2 separate regions of the Zea mays genome follow, and region 1 is linked to region 2. A link is a contact called in public Hi-C data. All regions are on one chromosome and are shown on one strand. Each heading gives the region's core, a stretch centred on a gene start, on an enhancer-like site or on the middle of the called end of the contact. The rest is flanking DNA. Distances are from core to core; before and after follow the strand shown.

The links. A called contact is a pair of places that touch in the nucleus more often than the background predicts.
Region 1: a contact with region 2 is called in a Hi-C map of leaf, with 2.1 times the contacts expected there. The contact joins the promoter of LOC732770 here to the enhancer-like site in region 2. A contact is called at or near these places in 6 of 25 Hi-C or Micro-C datasets (bundle sheath, endosperm, leaf and 2 more).

Annotation. Positions count from the first base shown.
Region 1 is chr3:179,486,064-179,493,683 of Zm-B73-REFERENCE-NAM-5.0, forward strand. It overlaps LOC732770 (probable ion channel POLLUX), which reads left to right and starts at 5,243. Exons shown (of 12, transcript XM_008676553.4): 1 at 5,243-6,459; 2 at 6,589-6,657; 3 at 6,750-7,367; 4 at 7,555-7,620. The coding sequence starts at 5,845.
Region 2 is chr3:179,257,626-179,264,404 of Zm-B73-REFERENCE-NAM-5.0, forward strand. It overlaps LOC100285416 (embryogenesis-associated protein EMB8), which reads right to left. Exons shown (of 14, transcript NM_001158309.1): 9 at 4,708-4,756; 10 at 4,352-4,408; 11 at 4,081-4,211; 12 at 3,856-3,939; 13 at 3,677-3,743; 14 at 2,829-3,579. The coding sequence ends at 3,121. Among protein-coding and RNA genes, the nearest start is that of LOC100285416, 12 kb to the right of the region's middle. Within about 2 kb of position 1,821, at least 20 of the 20 cell types and tissues checked have an H3K27ac peak or open chromatin away from gene starts, as enhancers often do. A contact at or near this core is called in bundle sheath, endosperm, leaf and 1 more, where this site is marked.

The sequences.
Region 1 (7,620 bases), core at 3,993-6,492, 230 kb after region 2:
TGTGAAGAGCGCTTTCCTCAACGGGCCGATCAAGGAGGAGGTGTACGTAGAGCAACCCCCTGGCTTCGAGGATGATCGGTTCCCCGACCATGTGTGTAAGCTCTCTAAGGCGCTCTATGGACTTAAGCAAGCCCCAAGAGCATGGTATGAATGCCTTAGAGACTTTTTACTTGCTAATGCTTTCAAGGTTGGGAAAGCCGATCCAACTCTGTTCACTAAGACATGTGATGGTGATTTGTTTGTGTGCCAAATTTATGTCGATGACATAATATTTGGTTCTACTAACCAAAAGTCTTGTGAAGAGTTTAGCAGGGTGATGAAGCGTATGGGATGATCTCCCAAACAAAGTACACGAAAGATCTGCTAAAGCGGTTTGGGATGAAGGACGCCAAGCCCGCAAAGACGCCGATGGGAACCGACGGACACACCAACCTCAACAAAGGAGGTAAGTCCGTTGATCAAAAAGCATACCAGTCAATGATAGGGTCTTTACTTTATTTATGTGCAAGTAGACCAGACATTATGCTTAGCGTATGCATGTGTGCTAGATTTCAATCCGATCCTAAGGAGTGTCACCTAGTGGCGGTGAAGCGAATTCTTAGATATTTGGTTGCTACGCCTTGCTTCGGGCTCTGGTATCCAAAGGGGTCTACCTTTGACTTAGTTGGATACTCAGACTCCGACTATGCTGGATGTAAGGTCGATAGGAAGAGTACATCGGGGACGTGCCAATTCTTAGGAAGGTCCCTGGTGTCATGGAACTCTAAGAAACAAACCTCCGTTGCCCTATCCACCGCTGAGGCCGAGTACGTTGCCGCAGGTCAGTGTTGCGCACAACTGCTTTGGATGAGGCAAACCCTCCGGGACTTTGGCTACAATCTGAGCAAAGTCCCACTCCTATGTGATAATGAGAGTGCTATCCGCATGGCGGAGAATCCTGTTGAGCACAGCCGCACAAAGCACATAGACATCCGGCATCACTTTTTGAGAGACCACCAGCAAAAGGGAGATATCGAAGTGTTTCATGTTAGCACCGAGAACCAGCTAGCCGATATCTTCACTAAGCCTCTAGATGAGAAGACCTTTTGCAGGTTGCGTAGTGAGCTAAATGTCTTAGATTCGCGGAACCTGGATTGAATTGTAGCATACATGTATTTATGCTTTTGATCATGTTCCTTTTTGCATTTTGTTGCTTATTATGGTGCTCAAGCTGTACAAACACTCCCTGGACCTCACAAGTCCGTTGCAAAGTGATGCACATGTTTAGGGGGAGATGTGTTACAACTTGACCCTTTGAGACTAACCATGTGCTTGAGTTTGATGATTTAGTCTCGAAGGAGGATTGAAAGGGAAAAGGTGGACTTGGACCATGAAAGACTTCCACTGCACTCCGATGAGAGGGTAACTTATTCCAAGTTCATCTTTAGACTCTTATTGCCTCTTTGTATTCTTATTGAAGATTTTGGTGAGGCAATGGGGTTAAAGGGCCAAGATTGATCCCGTTTTGGTGCTTGATGCCAAAGGGGGAGAAAATAAAGGCCAAAGCGATAAATGGATCAGCTACCACTTGAGAGATTTTGAAAATAGTAGAATAGAGTTTTTGTTTTGTTTTGTCAAACTTTTTTATTGTCTCTCTTGTCAAAAGTTGGCTTCTTGTGGGGAGAAGTGTTGATTATAGGAAATAGGGGGAGTTTTTGAAATCTTTTGATCAATCTCTTTTGGAATGACTCTCTTTATGCTTCAACATGTGTGTTTGACTTGGAGATAGAGATTTGAGTTTGATTTGCAAAAACAAACCAAGTGGTGGCAAAGGATGATCCATATATGCCAAAATTGAATCAAAATCAATTTGAGTTTTATTTGAAGTGATTTTGCACTTGTTCTAGTTGCTTTATGTTGTGTTGGCATAAATCACCAAAAAGGGGGAGATTGAAAGGGAAATGTGCCCTTGGGCCATTTCTAAGTATTTTGGTGATTGAGTGCCAACTCAAGTGCTTAAATGTGAATTTATGCCATGGATGAATAAAGTGCAAATCAAGAGCAAAGGTATGTTTCTTGGTCTTAGTACATTGGTTTTGTGTACTAATATACTTGTCTAAGTATTGGAAACAGGAAGAAAAAGAAAAGAAAAGAGTTGGCTGTGTACAGCCAGCAGGCTGCTTCGGTCTGGAGCACCGGACTGTCCGGTGGTGCACCGGACAGTGTCCGGTGCGCCAGGCTGCCTCAGCCGAAGAGGCCGCTCTCGGGAATTTGCTGACGGCGTACGGCTAAAATTCACCGGACTGTCCGGTGTGCACCGGACTGTCCGGTGTGCACCGGACTGTCCGGTGAGCCAACGGTCGGCCGGGCCAACGGTCGACCGCGGATTCTGCGCGCGACACGTGGCCAAGCCAACGGTCGGAAGGGGGCACCGGACTGTCCGGTGTGCACCGGACATGTCCGGTGCGCCAACCGCTCCCAGATCTGCAACGGTCGGCTTCGCCATTTAAGGAAAGGAATCGGGCACCGGACACTGTCCGGTGTGCACCGGACTGTCCGGTGCGCCCGATGACAGAAGGCAAGGATGGCCTTCCAGATTTGTTCTCAACGGCTCCTAGCTGCCTTGGGGCTATAAAAGGGACCCCTAGGCGCATGGAGAAAGACACCAAGCAACCTTAGAGCATTCTTGATCATCCACACTCAGTCTTTGCGCATCCGTTTGTCATTCTCAGTGATTCGAGCTCCGTTCTAGTGAGAACTTTGAGATAGTCTTTTGAGCTCGATTCTTGGTCGTGTGTGTGCGCATTTTGCTGTGGATTTGTGTGTGTTGCTTCCCTCCCTTACTCCGTATTTCCTTGTGAATCTCAAGTGTAAGGGCGAGAGACTCCAAGTTGTGGAGATTCCTCGCAAACGGGATATTGAAAGGAAAAGCATAACACTGTGGTATTCAAGTTGATCATTGGATCACTTGAGAGGAGTTGAGTGCAACTCTCGTCCGTTGGGACGCCACAACGTGGAGTAGGCAAGTTTTGTACTTGGCCGAACCACGGGATAAACCACTGTGTCTTCTCTGTGTTGATCTTTTGTGGTATTGTGTTTTGTTGAGACTCATCTCTAGCCACTTGGCGATTATTGTGCTAACACTTAACGAGTTTTTGTGGCTATAAGTTTAAGTTTCACAGGATCACCTATTCACCCCCCCTCTAGGTGCTCTCACTAAATACTCAGCGTACCAAGTCGTCCCTTGCCTACACCCATTGGGGGGATGCCCAGGAATTATCAGTATATTTTTTCAAAACTGTCACATCCGAGCAGTGCGTGCAATGAATACCTCAAGACAAAAGGGAGATATCAGCAAGGATTAAAGGAAAACCAAACATAGCCGGTGAAGTACAAGTCTGATCGACAGAAGCGACATGAAGACTAGCCAGGGGACGTCTATCGAACGTCCAATCAGTTGCAGATCAAATAAATTGCACCACCTAGCAAGATATGGGCAGATCATGAACTCGGCCTCAAAGACAAAATACACGCTGATCTCTAAAGCATAATATCAAGGATATAATGTCGACCTCTAAGGCATTCGACAAAAAGAGAGGATGATTCTCAGCAAAAGAGCACAAAATGAAGACCTTCGAGTGGATTATTTTAAAAAATCCACTCGAAGCTCGGGGGCTACACCCATTGGGTGCACCTTCGGCGCACCCAATGAATCGTCATCTTAAATCAAGACAATGCTGACCTCTAAAGCATAGGGCAAAATCAAAACAAGGCAGACCTCCAACAAAGTACAAGTGGAAAATAAAAATGATTTCTGATAATACTCGAAGTGAAGACCTTCGAGTGGATTATTTTCAGAAATCCACTCGAAGCTCGGGGGCTACACCCATTGGGTGCACCAAAGGTGCACCCAATGAAGTTCAAGGTCCTACAGTACGGAATGCTGACCTCCGAAGCGCGAGTCTGGGACAGAACACCAATTTTCGAGTGATAAGAGCAGAAGGAGACAGTAAGGAATCGTTTCTATCGGATTACCCAGAGAAACATTTCCTGTCACAAACAAAGATCGCAAGCTGGACCTAGGATCTTTGGGCCGATTATTTCAAAATCAACCCAAAGATCGAGGGCTTGTGGGGGACAGATATCCCCTGGGTCCACTGGAAGGATAAAGACCTCACGAAAGGCCCAAGGGCCCAATAAATCGTAAGGTCATCCCTTCGTGGGCCTGGGGAGGAATGACCAGTGAAGCGGATTGACACAAGGCCGAACCGACGCGAATCCAGACGGCCCAACGACTTCGAGCGAGTAATCACAACAGAGACCCGACCTTCCCGCGCTGGAACCCCGTACAGCGAAACCAAGCGAGGATGAGTCGGCGGAACTATAGGAAGATAGACTCAATCAGTCCACTATTTCTTAGGTGCACATTGTTATCATATCTGCATGTATTGCCCCACGGTCGAATATATAAGGCCTAGGGGGCACCCCTTCAGAACGATCGAACTCACTACTAGCCACCCACCCAATTCTCTGCGCTCTCAGGGTCAGAGAACTCTCTTGTAACCCACCAAGTAAAACACTCTCGCCAGAACGTAGGGTGTTACGCATGTCAAAGCGGCCCGAACCTGTAAACCACTATCCATTTTTCCTCGTGCGTCCAGCACGAACCATTTAGCTACAGTCGGCAACACCGTCCTACTCCTAAAAACACCTTGAGGGGCAACCCCGGGTGTGCGGTCGGACCCAAAACACTGACAATTATCATGTTATTATATGTCCCCGTTGCAACGCACGGGTACTCACCTAGTATTTTATATGACATTAATAGCCACACGACACCCAACAACAATACATCACATAAATCTAACATGTAACAAGAAAACATTGTCTAACTATGCAAAACAACAAAAACAACGGGTCGACGATGCTTAACCAAACACTACCTAAAAGATTGGTAGAAATAGAGTTAGTTGTTGAGTTTATTTACTATTGGGATGCACACTTATTTTACTAGGTAAATATTACCCATGACTAATCGGGTTTGAATTCTGATTTCCCGTACCCATACCCACATACCCAACTCTTTTTTCCAAGAAATTCCCATTTTTACAAGAGAAATAAACTAATATCTCTTTTAAAAAATAAAAATCTTAAAAAATGGGGTTTCTAAACTTACCCTTATAAAAGAATTCCTAATGAGTTAATGGATATCGGCTCTCCATTGACACCTTTAATAACGTGCATGCTGTTTGTAATGTAATATGTCGGCATGATTATTTGTAACCACAATCCGTCTAAACAACGGTCACATCGGCTTCCCTCCCGCCCCCACCGTGGTGCGGTACTCCGGTGGTATCTGGATGCTCGCCGGCTGAACAACAGCGGCGCGAAGATCTTGTGCTGTGGCCGTGGATCCCGCAGGGACTGACGGACTGTGGAGATAGGCCGGTAGGAGTGTAGGACCAAGTGGGTGTTCGATGGGGCAGAGGCGCAGAGCGGCACGGGCGATCACGCGATCGGCCGCCTTTGCGGCCGCGCACGTGACTCCCGTGCGATCGCCGCGCTGCCGTGCCGCCTGGTTGTGCCTCCTCCTGTTCGGCTTCGGCCGTTCCCTGCTTGATCTCGACTTGCTGTAGCGGTTTACAGTTACGTGTGCCTCCATTAGCTAAAGGCCAAACGGCTCCGCATCGCGCGGTGGGTGTGTCTTACAGGTAGGGACGCTAAGAGGTGGCCCGCGGGTCAGAGTCGCTGGTGAAGTGGGGTTAGTGGGGGCGGGTATGTAATCATCGCAGGGTTAAAGGGCCATTTGGGTGTGGTTTATTATTACCACGAGGGGAGGGGAGCTCGAGCTCGCTGCTAGTGCTAATGGCGGAGAGCGATGGTGGCAGCGAGGCGCAGAGTCCGAGCCCTGATCCAAGGTCCGGGGACGGGGCGAACCCTGACCCGCGCCCGCCGCGGCCGCAGCTCACCAAGTCGCGCACCATCTCTGGTTCTGTTGCAGCCTCCATATTGGCCGCTGATAGGGTAGCAGGAGGAGGAGGCGGAAGCGGCGGAGGCGGTCTAAGGGACAGCATCCTCGTTCGCCGCTCCTCCACGGCGCCCCTCCCGCCGTATACGGCGTCAGCGGCGGGGGCGTCCTCGGCGCCGCGGCGGCTCACCGTCGCCGTGGACGACCCCTCCTACGCGGCACCCAACGGCGGCGTGCTTGACCGGGACTGGTGCTACCCGTCGTTCCTAGGTCCGCACGCCTCGCGCCCCCGCCCGCCGCGGCAGCAGCAGACCGCGACGACTACCGAACGCCGAAGCGCTAACCCCACCGTGCCGGTGCCGCCGAGGGTGGCGGTGTCGCAGCGGGAGGAGGAGAAGAGCCTGGCCTCCGTGGTGAAGCGCCCGGCGCTGCTTGAGGAGCGGAGGACGCCTCCTCCTACGCTCCCGCCCCCACGCGCTCCGCGATTTGATCTCTCTCCGTATCTCTCACTCGTGAGTCATGCTAGCTGTATCGTTTGCCTGCCATAAAAGCTGGTCGTAACTTTCACGACTGATGTGCTTTTTTTTTTACACACTGATGACTGCGTGCTATTTTGGTCCATTTCCGTTGAGTTATGGCAGCTGCTGGTCATAACTATCGCAAGCTCTACCCTCGCTGTTTGGCAATGGATAAAAGTTATGGGCCTCCAGGTTATATCTCTGTGATCTGCGAAATTATGTGCTAACTGCTTTGCATCACGGTTCACGCCACTAACAATTTAGAAGTCTTTAAATTATGCCAGGAAAAGATCAGATCATGCAGCGAGGCCAATGCTGGGGACCGTGATGGTACCGAGAAGGTGTCTTGGATTGACAGGGACCATGGCTCTGCTTTTTTTGGTTCGCGGAGATGGAATTTAGCTCAATCTAGTACCATCTTTGCTCTTGCAATTCCTTTGTTTCTGTTTAAGTACATTGATCTGCTCCGACGCAGACAAACAAATTCCATGAGAGGAAGAAGTGGTGAGGAAGAAGTACCTCTCAAGAAGAGGATCGCCTACAAAGTTGATGTGTTCTTCTCAGGACACCCATATGCCAAGCTTCTTGCCCTCCTATTAGCCACCATAATTCTCATTGCTTTGGGTGGAATTGCGCTGTATGTTGTTAGTGGAAGTGGATTCCTGGAGGCTCTCTGGCTTTCCTGGACTTTTGTGGCAGATTCTGGAAACCATGCCGACCAGATTGGCTTGGGGCCGAGGATTGTATCCGTGTCAATTAGCTCTGGAGGCATGCTGGTGTTTGCCACAATGCTTGGGCTTGTGTCAGATGCAATATCAGAGAAGGTGGATTCTTGGCGCAAGGGAAAAAGTGAGGTGATAGAGATCAACCACATACTAATCCTCGGATGGAGTGATAAGCTGGTAACATTCTGATGGAAATCTGTTTTAGTATGTAAAAAAGAGATATGATCTGATAATATGCCCTTCATTTTTGTACTTTATCCTCTAATACCACTGAGAGAAACTCTGCAGTAAATGCTAAATTCTATCTTCTTCAAGGTTGATATGATTGGATAGCTCGCCTCACCATATCTGCACTATGGACCAGGGCTCTCTTCTGAAGCAGCTAGCTATAGCAAACAAGAGTATTGGTGGTGGTGTAGTTGTTGTTCTA
Region 2 (6,779 bases), core at 571-3,070:
ATGACTGATTACTATAACACTTTAGTTTTGGTGTATTGATCTATTGAGGAGTAGAAATTGTAAGCTAATAGATTAAGCAGTTAAGAAATTAAGTTCTAAATATATGCGAATAAGCATGATATCATTGTGGAAATGTTGGGTTAATATTATTTGGGCTCGGTTGGACTGGGTCGTAGAACCGAGCCAAACATCTCTCTCATAACCTAATCTGGGACGCAACAATCTCGCCCATACACACACTAACGAGATAAATCTATCTCCGCGCGGAAACAGAGGGAAGGCCACCACCACTGCTAACTACATCGACCATCGAAGTCACCTTTCCATGACGACTCCTCTTAATTGCGAAGGTATACTCCTTGATTCTTCATTTTATAGTGGATAAAATAACGAGCTAAGATCCTTTATACATAGATACCAGAACTATATTTTAATATATCATAGTTAAAATTACACCTTAAAAGTCATTAATAATCAATAGCATTATGCTAATTCTGCTTGACAAAGCACTAGTTTATTGCAATCGGTGGTCACTAAATCAACTCTCATCCTCATGAACGCTTGCCATGCATGCTACTCCTCTCTTAGGCACATGAGAGAATTTAGAGTTTGTTTGTAATTGTTTGCTTTACTTTTTCACTCTAGTCTACAAAATATAGGGGTTGTTTGGTTTCTCTAACTAAAGTTTAGTTCATGATGTTTGAATATCATTTATGAGTATTAAATATAATCTTAGTTAGGTTTAATAAATTTGTCTCACTTTTAGTCTTCATTTGTGTAATTATTTTTATAAAACTTTAGTTGGTAGAACTAAACATTCTCATAAATGTATCTTGATAAACTCTGTTTTAGGAAAAAAAAAGACTAGAACAGTATCTAAGAGGTCTTATAAAACTCTAGGTTTTTTAAAAAAAGTTGCTCTATAGCAGAGTGTGTGAAATAAAGTTGGTGGAAAATCTTAAATAACTCTTAATCCTTAATAATGAAGTTTTCGACAGCTAGAGTTGGAGATTGTCTGCAACGGTTTCTCCTAAATTTCACCGTTATACTCCACTTTTGTGTCACGTCATCTAGATTATATCCTTACTTTTCTCTCTCCCGCACCGGTTCTCCCTAAATTTTTCATATACCTCACTACAATCATAAAATACAATTTCCTATATCTCACGTGCACACAAAACAATAGCTAATTGTGTTTAGAGTTGCCCCTAGATCTTAGGAGAGAGGACGTGGTCCCCTTATACTGTACCCCATTTAGAGGACCACGTTGCGGCACTTAGTGGGCAAGCGTAGCCCCTACGGGAGCTACCGTGCGAGGGGAGGAGGCTACGATGGTGCAGCTAGTCTAAGGCTTAGAAGACCGTGTAAATAGACGTGCAAAATACTATTTTATATTTAGACGATATTGTATACAGTGTGAAACTTAAAATAAAGAGTGAAATAAGAAGTGTGATAGGTAATATGCTCTAGATAGTCTAAGGCTATCCGCAAGCGTTACCCCTAAATTTTTCCCTCTATATCACTTTTTTTGGTCACATCATCAACATTTTACCCCTATTTTTTCATCTCCCGCAGCGATTCCCCCTAAATACTCCCTCTATACCCCACTACAACTATAAAATATCATTTTCTATATCTATTATCAATTTTTTATCTACTAACAATTACTCGTGGACCTACAGCACAGTGTTGGTGGATAAACAGTGACACGCTATATCTGGGGGGAGAGATGATGGAGCCGGCGCTTAGGGACACTGTAGGGACAGCGCTGGGGTCATAAAGTGTCACATGCAGGCGCCATAAAAGGGGAGGAGATGCCTAGCGTTCACCGCTGGGCGCAGCCTAAGGCTGCGAATGCAACGGTGCAGATCACGCAATCCAGTCCTGACGACGACACACGCGCGCCACAATGGCACGGCCCTAGAAGAACCACACGCGCATCCTTTTGACATCACCAGTGAGGTCACACAGGGAAAAAAACAAAACAGATCCACACAGAGAACACCGGGGCTCTGCTCCTCCAGCAGTCCAAATCAGTACCGGGTGGCCAGTGTCCAGTGGCCCCACCCCCTCCTCTACTTAAAATAGGGTCGGCCATCCTCTCTCTCGCTTGAAGACTTTGCGAAACGCAACGTGCAGTAGTACACTTGACAATTCGAGGAGCTATGGTGTCAGCGTCGTGGGCCTCTTTTATTATTATCGAGAGCAAGACAATTTCCACCACGGATTGTGGTTGACCACAGAATTTGATAACATTCTGAAATGTAGTGCAAATTGCAAGGGTGAAGCAATATCTTAGAGGAAGACAGCGAATTAGCAGGTGAGCAACTGTCTAGAGAAAGTCCAACTGACTTGCGTAACCCACAAATAAATATGAGACTTATCCTGCAAAGAGTGGTCAAGTTGATCTCCGAAACTTATTCAAAACTCAAGGTCAATCGTCACAGGGGAAGAGTTAATATCTTAGAGCTAGTCTAAGAACTTTATTTTTTCAAGAGATTTTTATTGAAAATGAACCTATTTATTAAAATTCTTTGGAAAAATAGGATTGTCACACTAGCCCTATGAATCCAGGGCACACATGCGTGCAAGCCAGAGCACCAAAGTGAAATAGGGAAAAGCTGAGAGAGATTCCAGTGGCACGGAAACGTGCACGTACCAAGCCGCAAAGATTTACTAGATCATTGCAGATTTGAAATGGTCGCTGTGACCGTAATGCCGTCGCCACATCAAAAGGTACTGCTCTTTCCACCCACCAACAAAAAAGTAGTAATAAATTAAAATTAAAATTCCCGCCTCAACTATCTGATAGTTTTTACCGTTCATTCACCACACGTTTCGCATCCTTTGGATTAAAAATAATGTTAAGCTCGACAGATGCCAAACAGCAAATCCAGCCAGATTTACCGAGTAAAATTACACAGATGCTTATCCTGCGTATTATTTTGTTGTAAATACAATACAAATTACAAAGTATCAGTTTATCCAGGCGCCCCCAATGTTTGCTGATGATCGGTGATGATACTGTACACAGGAGCTGTGACGACCCGGGGAAAAATGGCCTTCGTAGCTCAGAGGATGTTGCATGATGTAATTGTAATAACATAATATAAGTATGATTCATTTAGCTCGCAACGGATTCCTGGACTTTTTCCGGAAGGTGATGAAAGCTAGGGAGCCAAGCAGCGGCCAGGATGTTACAAAAGCAATGTAGGCAAGCAACCAGACTGACCTCCCTTGGTATCGAGTCAGTTGGCTCATAGATCTCTTGACAGGAGCAATTATCTCATGAAGCTTATTGCTGTGGATGTCATCACCTTGCTGTTTTACTGGCTCTGCAGGGCTGTCGTTTCCCACTCCAATGGAGTTTTCATTATGGTTCAATGCAGATACCACATTCTGTTGTCCACCGCCCGCCTCGTTACTTAATTGTTCATCAGCTGCATGGTTCAAAGGTGACCCGTCATTGCTAGGGCCATCTTTTGTTACCGCAGCTACCATTCCATCTTCCATGAGATTAACATACGGACTCTTATCAATGGAGGATTCCAAAGACGAGAGCAAAACATGATCATTTGCCTGTATTTAATCATGAGATGAAATATTTTAGTGAACATACAGAAAAGATCAGCATTCAAGAAGGCAAATTTCATTGATGAATTAGTGTCCTGCACACCTTCTGCCTATGCATGTAGGAGCTGTCATGAAGAGCAGAAAGGAACTCAGAAGTAGCTCCAACCCACCTACAAAATATATCAGATGACATCAAATTCAGATTATCCATTAACAGAAGATATATGTGCTGTAATACTGAATGTTGACAGCATGTAACTTTCTGATTTATAGAAGACATACCATAGTCTCCGCGCAGTTAGTCCTTGAAAGAATGCAAGATGACCACCATTTGGAGTAGTTGCTAAAACAATGTTCTTATTGGCCCTAAATCAAATCAAGACGCTTCTGATTAATACATTCTTATGGGCCATAAATCAAATAAAGATCCTAGTGATGAATTAAAGATTAATACATAGACAGAACTGTTCAGAAATGAGGAGCATGAGTTCCACAAGAAAAATTCACCTGCATTCATCCCAAGGAATAGCCTCCCTTGTGCAAAGAGGATCATCCAAAGCATTGATACAAAGCAAGGGAACTGACACATTTCCGACGTAACTAGCACTACTGCACCGGCGATAGTAAGTATCCACTGTCTGCAAGGGGGAAAAAGATCACTGCACACGATCAGATATATTCAAAATTTTCAACAATATCAGCCGTTACAGCAGTACTTGAAATATTATTTGTTTATAATAGAGAAGTGATTGCCATAAAAGCAAATGATAGAGGGTACCTCATATCTTGAGACAACACAAGTAGCATGGTGGTCAAACTCTCGGATAGATCGTGACTGCCAAATTAGAGAGAGAAGAAAAATGAACAGTGTGATATCATACAGTCATCAAGAGCCCATCAATAGAAACAACAAATTACTCTAATCTAAGAATTCAAAAGGCTACATAATTAGTCAAACAATTGGCATCTTGAAGATTACCCTTTTCATAACACAGACTAGCAAACCACAAGACTAATCAAGAGGGCATGGAACCTTTTTTTTAAAAAAAATTAAAGAGGTTTAGGTTTATAAAAAATGTAAATACTATATAAACAGTTTGATACCAAGAAATATTGCAGGGTATGGAGTCAAACCTTTTTAATACCTTCCCAATTTGCAAGTCGGGCCAAGACAGGTTGATGTCTGCAAAAAGGCAAAGGTTAATGTGTCCTCAATAGTGAATAATGACCATGCTCTTATTATTTGTGACAGTGCTAGGTGGGTGGATTGAGTCCACCATTTGTGCATTTACTTGGAATTTCCATTCCTAGAAGGCAGAATGCAGTTATATTGTCATAATGCCTCTGACTGCTGTGCAAGAATTTTTACTATAGTGAAAGCAGCACTGCAGCAGCAAGCAAAGGATAGAAAACAGATAGCACAAGTAACCCGTGCAATCAGGCATGGAGGATCCACATATCTAGCGCCTCTTAGTTTCAGGAGAATACTCAGCTGCTTGCAAAAAGAGGACTGTCCCACCCTAATTCTTGCCCACTTTCTGATCAGGCTGTGGAGACAATTCAACACTGTCTGGCTACTTGCATCTTCACTAGAGAAATCTGGTTTCTCTTATTCTCTAAATTGGGTCTACAAAGTCTTGTTCCAGAAGCTGACGACTCTTCCTTTTATTGTTCTCGTTTTTGCCTTGGATCCTCTTCTTTTGCATGAGATAGAAATAAGGAATTCCAGAAATCGAGGCTTTTTCTCACTTGATGGTAAGAAATCCCAGGATCTAGAAATTCATTTCGTACAATTGAACCTTTTCAAACTGTTTCTTTCTGAGAACCAAAAAAACTTGTGCCAAAATAACAGATGCGAAGAAAAACATATTAGATGGTGGAGCAGAATCACTGCTCTCATCTGTTGGAGTCTAGGCTTTGGTCGTTTTTCTTTGGTGTAGTTAGTCATGGATGAGTTTTTGTACGCTTGTTGGTGGCCGCAGTAAGGAGGCCTCTAGTTTTGTACTGGTCCGTTAGGACCCTTTTTCTCCTCTTAATATAATGTCACGTAGTCCTCCTGCGTTTCGGAAAAAAAAGGAGAATACTCAGCTAAGTTGGTTTATGAGGGTCTATTCAGTGTGCTGTCCTGTTTAGGCCATGGGAGCCAATAGGGAAACCATGGGCAACACACAAATGCCATTTCTTCATGTGGTTGGTCGCACATAACAGGTGTTGGACTGCTAATCGACTTGCATGACGGGGTCTAATACACCATGCTCGATGCCCAGACTGTGATCAGGCTGAAGAGACGATCCATCATCTGCTCATCACCAGTGTCTTTGCATAACAGTTCTGATTCAGCCTGCAGGTCCTTCCACCGCAGCCTGGAGAGACGTCCTTTGATGACTGGCATGTCTAGAGCTAATGATATGGTCACCGTCCAGGCACAGCAAGGCCACTTTGGAATCATCTCAACAGATGTGTCTTTGATGGAGCTCCACCAAACGTTGCTGGAGCTTTTTTTGCTCACCAGCAAGGAGATGCAGTTGTGGTATGGCTGGGACTTGTGGTAGTTCCTACCTGGATGCTCTAGCACCAGGAGGCTGTTAGGTGCTTAGGTCAAGCGCTTTTTTATTTATAGTAAAGTGTGCCCATGTAATCTAAGAAACTTTGGGGCGTGGGTGACTGTAAGAGCTCCTACCACCCTTTTATTCTTCTTTATTTAATTAGTATAATGATACACAGCTCTCACAAGTCACAAGCAGAAAGCATATAAGAACACTCTTAGATATGTTCAGTTTCAGGCTCTAGACAGGTATTAGAATCATTACATTTGAATATTCCAACCATCCAGAAATACTTTGACCATGGAAATATATCGCATTTACTTGTACATCGCCCTATAAAACTATGGTCCAGTCACTTTTTGTTCACAACTACTCCCTCCGTTTCAATTTATAATTCGTTTGACTTTTTTAACATAAGTTTGGCCGGCTCGTCTTATTCAAAAATATTCATAATTATAGTTAATTTTTGTTGTGATATTGTTTAGCATATAATATACTTTAAATGTGGCTTTGAATTTTTTATTTTTTGCAAAAAAAATGAATAGGACGAGCCGGTCAAACGTGGCACAAAAAAGTCAAACGAATTCTAATTTGGGATGGACGGAGTATTACACAATACAAGACCTTTCCAAGCATATATACTGCTATGCTCAAGAGATA